3 separate regions of the Salmo salar genome follow, and all the other regions are linked to region 2. A link is a contact called in public Hi-C data. All regions are on one chromosome and are shown on one strand. Each heading gives the region's core, a stretch centred on a gene start, on an enhancer-like site or on the middle of the called end of the contact. The rest is flanking DNA. Distances are from core to core; before and after follow the strand shown. Region 1 holds the start of LOC106569642 (ras-related protein Rap-2b). Region 2 holds the start of LOC106569638 (cullin-3). Region 3 holds the start of LOC106569631 (kinesin-1 heavy chain).

Region 1 (2,884 bases), core at 125-2,624, 140 kb before region 2:
GCTTTTGCAGGGAGTTTCCAATTTTTGGGGGGGAGGCAAATGTTCCTTGAGCCCAGCAGAATCCACAGAAAGGGATGAGTCCTCCAATCCATCTCTCCAGGCCTGAATGACCTGCCCAGAAGACGTGAAAAAGTACAACTCAACAGTAATCAAACCCCACATAACATTTTCATAGCAAAACAAAGCAACAACAAAGTGTCTCTCTTAGGTTTCACAATAAGACTCCCATCGAGGCACGTTTCCAGAGAAGTGTCAAATACAAAGCTGTTTGATATTGAACTAAAAACTTAAACATTCAAGTACTTTGTCATGTAAACACTTTTTAGGCTATTTCAATATCGAATGTTGTCATCCTCGATGGTGTGTGCAATAATACAACAGTAGGTAGCTTTCTATATTGACGGCTGCTTAATCAACAAAACAAGAGACCGTATCATTTTGTTATCAACAAGTTATCAAAATAGGGCTTGTTTGATGGTTTTCACATAGATAAAAACACTCACAGCTGCACGAAACATGTTTTCTTAGAGAAGCACACAAGAACAACAGCGATCTCCACCGCTGGGTAAAGAAGAATAGTTCATCTGTCTCACGATTTCTGCGAACAGTTCGTCGACCAAGCCTTTATTTTTTGCTGAAGTTTCCATAAACGGGCAATTCCACTCCTGAGCCAGCGCCTTGCCTTCCCCGGAAGAGACCTCCCTCTCGCCTTCCAAGTCCACCTTGTTTCCAACCAATACCATTGGCACTCGTTCGTATCTTTTCACTCGGATGATTTGATCCCTCAATGCCTTGATGTCTTGGAAGCTCTGCTGGTTGACCAGACTGTAGACCAAAATAAATCCCTGCCCGTTTTTGATGTACAGGTCTCGCATGGAGGCGAACTGTTCGGTCCCGGCCGTGTCCAGTATCTCCAGAACAGAGGGCGACGAGTCCACCTCGATCTCCTTTCGGTAGAAATCCTCTATTGTGGGGTCGTATTTCTCAATGAAGGATCCCGTCACAAACTGGACCGTCAATGCTGATTTACCCACGCCGCCCGAGCCCAACACGACCACTTTATACTCCCTCATGGCTCCAGAAAGCAGACAGCCCTTCTCTACGAATCCTCTTCCCACCCGCGGTCCGCCCCGATGTTTTTAGACCGCAGACACCTTTCACGGGTGGGAGTTGTCAAATCTCTCCACGGAAAAGCTTTCGAGGAACGTCTCCAAAAGTCTTGGTAAGAAGCCGAAGACTGTGGCCGTTCCCGAACATTAGTAATATAACGTGGAGCACATATTCGGTTATTTGTACTGTGCCATGGTGTTGGAACCCGTGAACAAGTCTTTCTTTGCCTGCCGTTTCCTGCCCACTGTTTCTCGGCGCAAGGCAACTAACGTCACGAGCCAAGGCTTACTTCCGTTTTCTTAAAGGGGCAGTCACCCCAAAACGTTACTCAATACAAATATTAGTCACTCACTCTGGTGTCAGTCAGGTGACCCGTGCTCTTGTAACAAATTACTGTTACAAGACGCCTTGAAGTGTGTTGTCCAGGGCATGTCCCCCCAATACTTATCTTATATGATGAGGCTGATATCAGGAGGATAATCATTTATAGGCCTAGCTTTAGTAATATTACAGTAAAGCAAAGGATATTAATATTCAACTGAATGTTGCCCATTGAAAGGGGGTGACAAACTTGTGTCTTGGTGCTTTTAAGACAAGTGTTGCCGCATTCAAAACAATAAGGAACTTGGAAATATCAGACTTCCGACTTCAGTGCATTCCAAAAAATTGGGAGCTCTGGGGGCTACGACAGGGGAAAAATCGATTTGAATGGTTTTTGGGAACATGATGAAGCTGGTTGAGAGAATGCCAAGATTGTGCAAAGCTGTCATCAAGGCTACTTTGGCTACTTTGAAGAATCTCAAATATAAAATATATTTTGATGTGTTTAACACTTTTTTGTTCACTACATGATTCCATATGTGTTATTTCATAGTTTTGATGTCTTCACTATTATTCTACAATGTAAAAAATTGTAAAAATAAAGAAAAACCCTTGAATGAGTGGGTGTGTCCAAATTTTTGACAGGTACTGTAGGTTGGAGCCTACAGTATGTTTATTATAGACATATTCTTTATGAAATATATGACTGAATGAAATATGCCATTTTCTGAAGGCATCAGTTACTTTTAACAAACATCACCATAAACTATGGCTATACTCTTTCTACAGACCCACTGGCTCCAGGTCATCTATAAGTCTTTGCTAGGTAAAGCTCCGCCTTATCTCAGCTCACTGGTCATGATAACAACACCCACCCGTAGCACACGCTCCAGCAGGTATCATCTCACTGGTCATTCCCAAAGCCAGCAGCCCCTTTGGCCGCCTTTCTTTCCAGTTCTCTGCTGCCAATGACTGGAACGAATTGCAAAAATCGCTGAAGTTGGAGCCTTATAGAGTCTTCCCTGTGGCTCAGTTGGTAGAGCATGGTGTTTGCAACGCCAGCATGGTGTGTGCAACGCCAGGGTTGTGGGTTTGATTCCCACGGGGGGCCAGTACAAAAAAAAAATGCATGAAATGAAATGTATGCATTCACTACTGTAAGTCGCTCTGGATAAGAGTGGCTGCTAAATGACTAAAATGTAAAATGTAAGTGTTATATCTCTCTCACTAACTTTAAACATCAGCTATCTGAGCAGCTAACTGATCGCTGCAGCTGTTCACAGCCCATCCAATCTACCTACCTCATCCCCATATTGTTTTTATTTACTTTTTGCTCTTTTGCACTCCAGTATTTCTACTTGCACATCATGATCTGCACATCTATCACTCCAGTGTTAATTTGCTAAACTGTAATTACTTCGCTACTATGACCTATTTACTGCCTTATCACCTC
Region 2 (2,700 bases), core at 35-2,534:
AAATAACAGTTAGACTAGGCAGTAAAATAACAGTTAGACTAGGAGGCAATAAGAGAACAGGAAAATAACATTTAGACTAGGCAATAAGAGAACAGTAAATAACAGTTAGACTAGGAGGCAATAAGAGAACAGTAAAATAACAGTTAGACTAGGCAATAAGAGAACAGTAAATAACAGTTAGACTAGGCAATTAGAGAACAGTAAATAACAGTTAGACTAGGAGGCAATAAGAGAACAGTAAATAACAGTTAGACTAGGCAATAAGAGAACAGTAAATAACAGTTAGACTAGGCAATTAGAGAACAGTAAATAACAGTTAGACTAGGAGGCAATAAGAGAACAGTAAATAACAGTTAGACTAGGAGGCAATAAGAGAACAGTAAATAACAGTTAGACTAGGCAATAAGAGAACAGTAAATAACAGTTAGACTAGGCAATAAGAGAACAGTAAATAACAGTTAGACTAGGCAATTAGAGAACAGTAAATAACAGTTAGACTAGGAGGCAATAAGAGAACAGTAAATAACAGTTAGACTAGGAGGCAATAAGAGAACAGTAAATAACAGTTAGACTAGGAGGCAATAAGAGAACAGTAAATAACAGTTAGACTAGGCAATAAGAGTAAATAACACACATAGGCCTTTATTTACTTTAACAGTCACCTGGCGGGTTCAGAAACAACAAATCACAATTACCTCTCAGGACCTGTAGGACAAAATATTTTAAGCCTACCTGAAAAAAAGGGTTGTTTTTCTACATTTCACATGGTAACTAAGTGTTTCCTTAAAGGGACAGATACTATGGTTCCTACCCTGTCACACTATTAGGACGAGTACATCACAATATCCCTTTGTTTACATTAGCACTGTGTCATGTTGTTGGCTTTAATGTGTTCATGCACACTGGTATTTAAATAACAAAACAGCATGGATATCATGTGAGTGAGACTGTATTGGCCAACTCATCATAGTTGACAGGCCTAGTGCATGAGTACTGACTACTCAATTATGTAGCTAGGTAAGTATCTAGTGAGCACAAAGAAAGAATGCTAGATTTTGAAATGTGCACGTTTGTGTAATATTTAAAAAAAAATCAATGTCACCTCCAATTTTGGCCACCTGATAAAATGCAATATGATATGAACTGAATAGACTGTATACACATACATTGTCCAGACTTGATACTGGGTTAAAGTGAATTGGATATATATCCAACTGGTGGAATGAGGATGAACGTGCTATATCTTTTTGCAATATTATGTTTTCCATGGTTCATCTCGCGTGATTTCGGTTCGCTGTTACCACTGCCCTGTAGAAGCTTGTTGTCCGCCATCACTGCAAGGAGAAGCTAGGCAAAAATTGAGAGAAGAGGAGTGACAACAACAGCGCAGAGAGACGGACCCAAGCCCAAGGGGAAGGTCGAGGGGGATCTTTACCACTTTCCATTCGCAGGCATCCCTGTTGCAGCCTAAAATAGTATTTCATGATAACGTAGAGAAGACGGACGTACTAACTAATCATGTCCAACCTCAAAGGCGGCGTCAAGAAGGACACCAAGATGAGGATAAGAGCCTTTCCTGTAAGTATTAGCCGGGTACGCTGAGACGCGAGCACTGGGGATGTAATTTGCTAAAGACGGGCCTGGCTAGTTAGCTAAACATATACTTTGAAAATGTCACTGTCAGCTAACAACAACCTAGCTAAATTAGCTTCGTGTTGCGTAGATTCATATTCGCTAGTTTGCTAACTAACTTTGATTCGATAAGTTTCTGTTATTTGTACAGTGCACATTGGAAAATATCCACTAGCTAACTATTAGTTAGCAAACGTTAGCTAACTTGCGGTGTTGCTGACAAACTAGTTTCTAGCTAGGTTGTTGGCTAGCTATATACATTGGCAGCCAGCTAACTTTATTAGCTAGTTAGCAGAAACCTAGCTTGGTAACTAACTAGTTACCTGGTTAACTAAACTTTAAGTCAACTATCTATCGTTAGCTAGTAAGCTACCGGCTAACATACTAACGTTAGCCAGGACCTAGTCTAGGTAGCAGCTAACGTTAGCTAGTTCCTTAGCTGTGTAGCCAACTGCCCACCCGTAAAAATTGCCTGTAGCGTAGGCCTAATTTACTAACTCAGAAAGGGTATAACCAGAGATTATAAACTAATTTGTCAGTGTTTAAAAAAAAAATAATCTGTCACGATTTGTAGATATTTAGCATGGCTATATTTAGCCTGACTATGTTGCAGAACTAGCTAAGCATGTATACCGATTGCTCTACGTTAGTTAGTTAACGTTAGTCTCTCTTTTTATGAGAGCAGCCCTACATTGTTGGATGCCAGACATTGGCTGTATGTGTGAAGGAATGACATTGCAGTCGGCCCTGGGCTTAGACAGAAATGTACTCTCTCATCCCCTGAATATCTCACACACATGCACAGTGTTACACTGACTGCTTGAATGCTGCAGGAATAACAGCAGCGGAATGGCCGTGCGAGTGCTTCTGTGACCACGCACTCAGTCTGTGCACCTGGACAGTAGCCAGGGTATGGGATATGCAGTTTTGTCTGCCTGCATACCTGCAGCAGCCCCACCTAATAATAACTGAGCAGGAGAAGGGATGAGCTTTTCATCTTACACAACTACTTGCCCCCCAGTTTATTAGGCCCATGTTCCAAATTTAGGCCCACCAAAGTGACTTTCA
Region 3 (2,755 bases), core at 199-2,698, 150 kb after region 2:
GGAACATTCAACGTTGTCTTGGTAAGCAACTCCAGTGTATATTTGGCCTTGTGATTTAGGTTATTGTCCTGCTGAAATCTGAATTTGTCTCCCAGTGTATAAGACACACAGGAAAGCCAACTGAACTAGGTTTTCCGCTAGGATTTTGCCTGTGATTAGCTCTATTCCATTTGTTTTTATCCTAAAAAAACGATCTAGTCCTTGCCAATGACAAGCATACCCATAACATGATGCAGCCACCACCATGCTTGAAAATATAAAGACTGGTACTCAGTGATGTGTTGTGTTGGATTTGCCCCAAACATAACGCTTTGTATTCAGGACATAAAGTTAATTTATTTGCCAATTTTTTGGGGCAGTTTTACTTCAGTGCCTTACTGCAAACAGGATGCATGGTTTGGAATATTTTTATTCTGTACAGGCTTCCTTCTTTTCACTCTGTCATTTAGGTTAGTATTGTGGAGTAACTACAATGTTGTTGATTCATCCTCAGTTTAACCTATCACAGCCATAAAACTCTATAACTGTTTTAAGGTCACTATTGGCCTCATGTTGAAATCCCTGAGCGGTTTCCTTCCTCTCCTGCAACTGAGTTAGAAAGGACGTCTGTATCTTTGTAGTGATTGGGTGTACTGATACACCATCCAAAGTGTAATTAAAAACTTCACCAATCTCAAAAGGATATTCAATGTCTGCTTAAAAAAAAATACATCTACCAATAGGTGCCCTTCCTTGTGAGGCATTGGAAAACCTTCCTGGTCTTTGTGGTTGAATCTGTGTTTGAAATTCACTGCTTGACTGAGGGACCTTACAGATAAATGTGTTAGGTACGGAGATGTGGTAGTCATTCAAAAATCATGTTAAACACTATTATTGCACACAGAGTGAGTCCACGCAACTTATTATGTGACTTGATAAGCAAATGTTTACTCCTGAACTTATTTAGTCTTGCCATAACAAAGGGGTTGAATACTTATTGACTCAAGACATTTCAGCTTTTCATTTTTAATTAATTTAGAAAAATGTCTAAAAACATAATTCCACTTTGACATTATGGGGTATTGTGTGTAGACCAATGACACAAAATCTACATTTAATACATTTCAAATTCAGGCCTGTAACACAACAAAATGTGGAAAAAGTCAAGGGGTGCGAATACTTTTAATGATAACTAAACTCATGCATTAGCATCATTCATATGATCTGAGGGAATACTGGATAATCAATAACCATGCATTGCCATCAAGAAAAGCCAACATTTTCTCTTCATGCATGAGTAATAGCTAAGTAATAACTGGTCTCAACAATTAGTCTATTGATTGGTTATTGCCATAGTATATTCATTTATATAGGTCAATGATATGAACTTGCAGAAACATACCTGACCAGACTGGATAGTGTACAGTAGCTACATCAGAGGGAGTGTTGACGATTTAGGGTGACGTAATTTGGTATATGGGTCCCACGGACAGAGGGGGTGAGCAAGCCAGTGATCCACCGGCATCATGGCTTCCACATTGGATATGAAGTGTTTTTAGCACACCCTAGAAGAAAATAGTCATTCATTGTTGAAAATCTGAGCCCATTCTAGTCTCATATTGGGACTGAGGGGCCGTGCCGCCCTCTAGTCTCCCTCGACCGCCTCTAGAACGAGAATCTACACTGTTTCTATTGTGAGTTTTCATCCATAAATCGTGGAAGATGGCCGACGTACCGGCGGAGTGCACCATCAAAGTGATGTGCCGTTTCAGGCCCTTGAATAGTTCAGAGGTGGCCAGAGGGGACAAATACATACCTAAGTTTCAAGGGGAAGACCATGTGGTCGTCGGGGTAAGTTGGTTTGCCATATTTCTTTGTCTGCAAGCGAGTGCCCTCTGTGACAGTCTGCGCTGCGCCATTGACACCGTGATCAGCTCGGTCAGCGGTGTCACTAGTTACGTTAGCGTAGCTAGCTAGCTGGCTAACTGACCTACCTGTCCAGCCACACCAGCTGTGTAGCCTTAACGTTAGCGTAGCTAGCTAGCTGGCTAACTGACCTACCTGTCCAGCCACACCAGCTGTGTAGCGTTAACGTTAGCACTAAGCTAGTTCACCCACACCATCACCGACTGGAACAGGACACTATTGATTGCTAGCCAGTCAAGTTTGTATCGTTAGCTAGCTGTATTTCTCTGCTTTGCCGAGTCAACTTTGTCGTTGCAATGAACTAATCTTGCCGTGTCAGGTAACGTTAGCTACTGTAGTTGGTCAGTCAGCTGTCATACAACAACAACAATGACAGGCAAGTGCTAGCTAACTTTAGCTAGCTAACTACAGTACCAACAACATGAGCTAACGTTGCGTTCAAAATAAATGCTCATCATTTTTCAGTTAACACTCACTATCTAGCTAACGCTTGGCCAGCTGAGATGGCAGTGGCAGATTATCTGGCCTAAAGTTAGCTACACCCAGCCGCAAAGACGGTGCACAATTTGACTAGCTAGCTAGTGTAACTAAGTGTTTCATCAACTAGATGACTGACAAGCCAGCTACGAGGACTGCCCCTTGGGCCCAGTTGATTTATTTTAGCTAGTCAAACCAAGACTGTTGTGCGGTACGTTACAAGACTATAGTAACGAAGTACAGTACTGTATGAGGAGCAGCATTTACAATTCAGATACAACACATTTAATTCATTCATAACAACCGTTACGTTAGTAGATGTTTGTACGGTCTGTAGCTACAATGTCTGTTCATGTTATAACGGCGGGTAGTC

Evidence for each region. Hi-C and Micro-C count contacts between places; a contact is called where the count stands out from the background.
Region 1: a Hi-C map of gill shows a contact between it and region 2, with 2.9 times the contacts expected there. The contact joins the promoter of LOC106569642 here to the promoter of LOC106569638 in region 2. A contact is called at or near these places in 2 of 3 Hi-C or Micro-C datasets (gill and muscle).
Region 3: a contact with region 2 is called in a Hi-C map of muscle, with 4 times the contacts expected there. The contact joins the promoter of LOC106569631 here to the promoter of LOC106569638 in region 2. A contact is called at or near these places in 2 of 3 Hi-C or Micro-C datasets (gill and muscle).

The regions. Positions count from the first base shown.
Region 1 is chrssa14:41,634,315-41,637,198 of Ssal_v3.1, forward strand. LOC106569642 (ras-related protein Rap-2b) reads right to left here and starts at 1,375. Exons shown (of 2, transcript XM_014141199.2): 1 at 504-1,375; 2 at 1-111. The coding sequence starts at 1,073. The coding sequence ends at 525.
Region 2 is chrssa14:41,777,034-41,779,733 of Ssal_v3.1, forward strand. LOC106569638 (cullin-3) reads left to right here and starts at 1,285. Exons shown (of 16, transcript XM_014141192.2): 1 at 1,285-1,578. The coding sequence starts at 1,519.
Region 3 is chrssa14:41,929,353-41,932,107 of Ssal_v3.1, forward strand. It overlaps LOC106569631 (kinesin-1 heavy chain), which reads left to right and starts at 1,449. Exons shown (of 25, transcript XM_045694397.1): 1 at 1,449-1,830. The coding sequence starts at 1,702.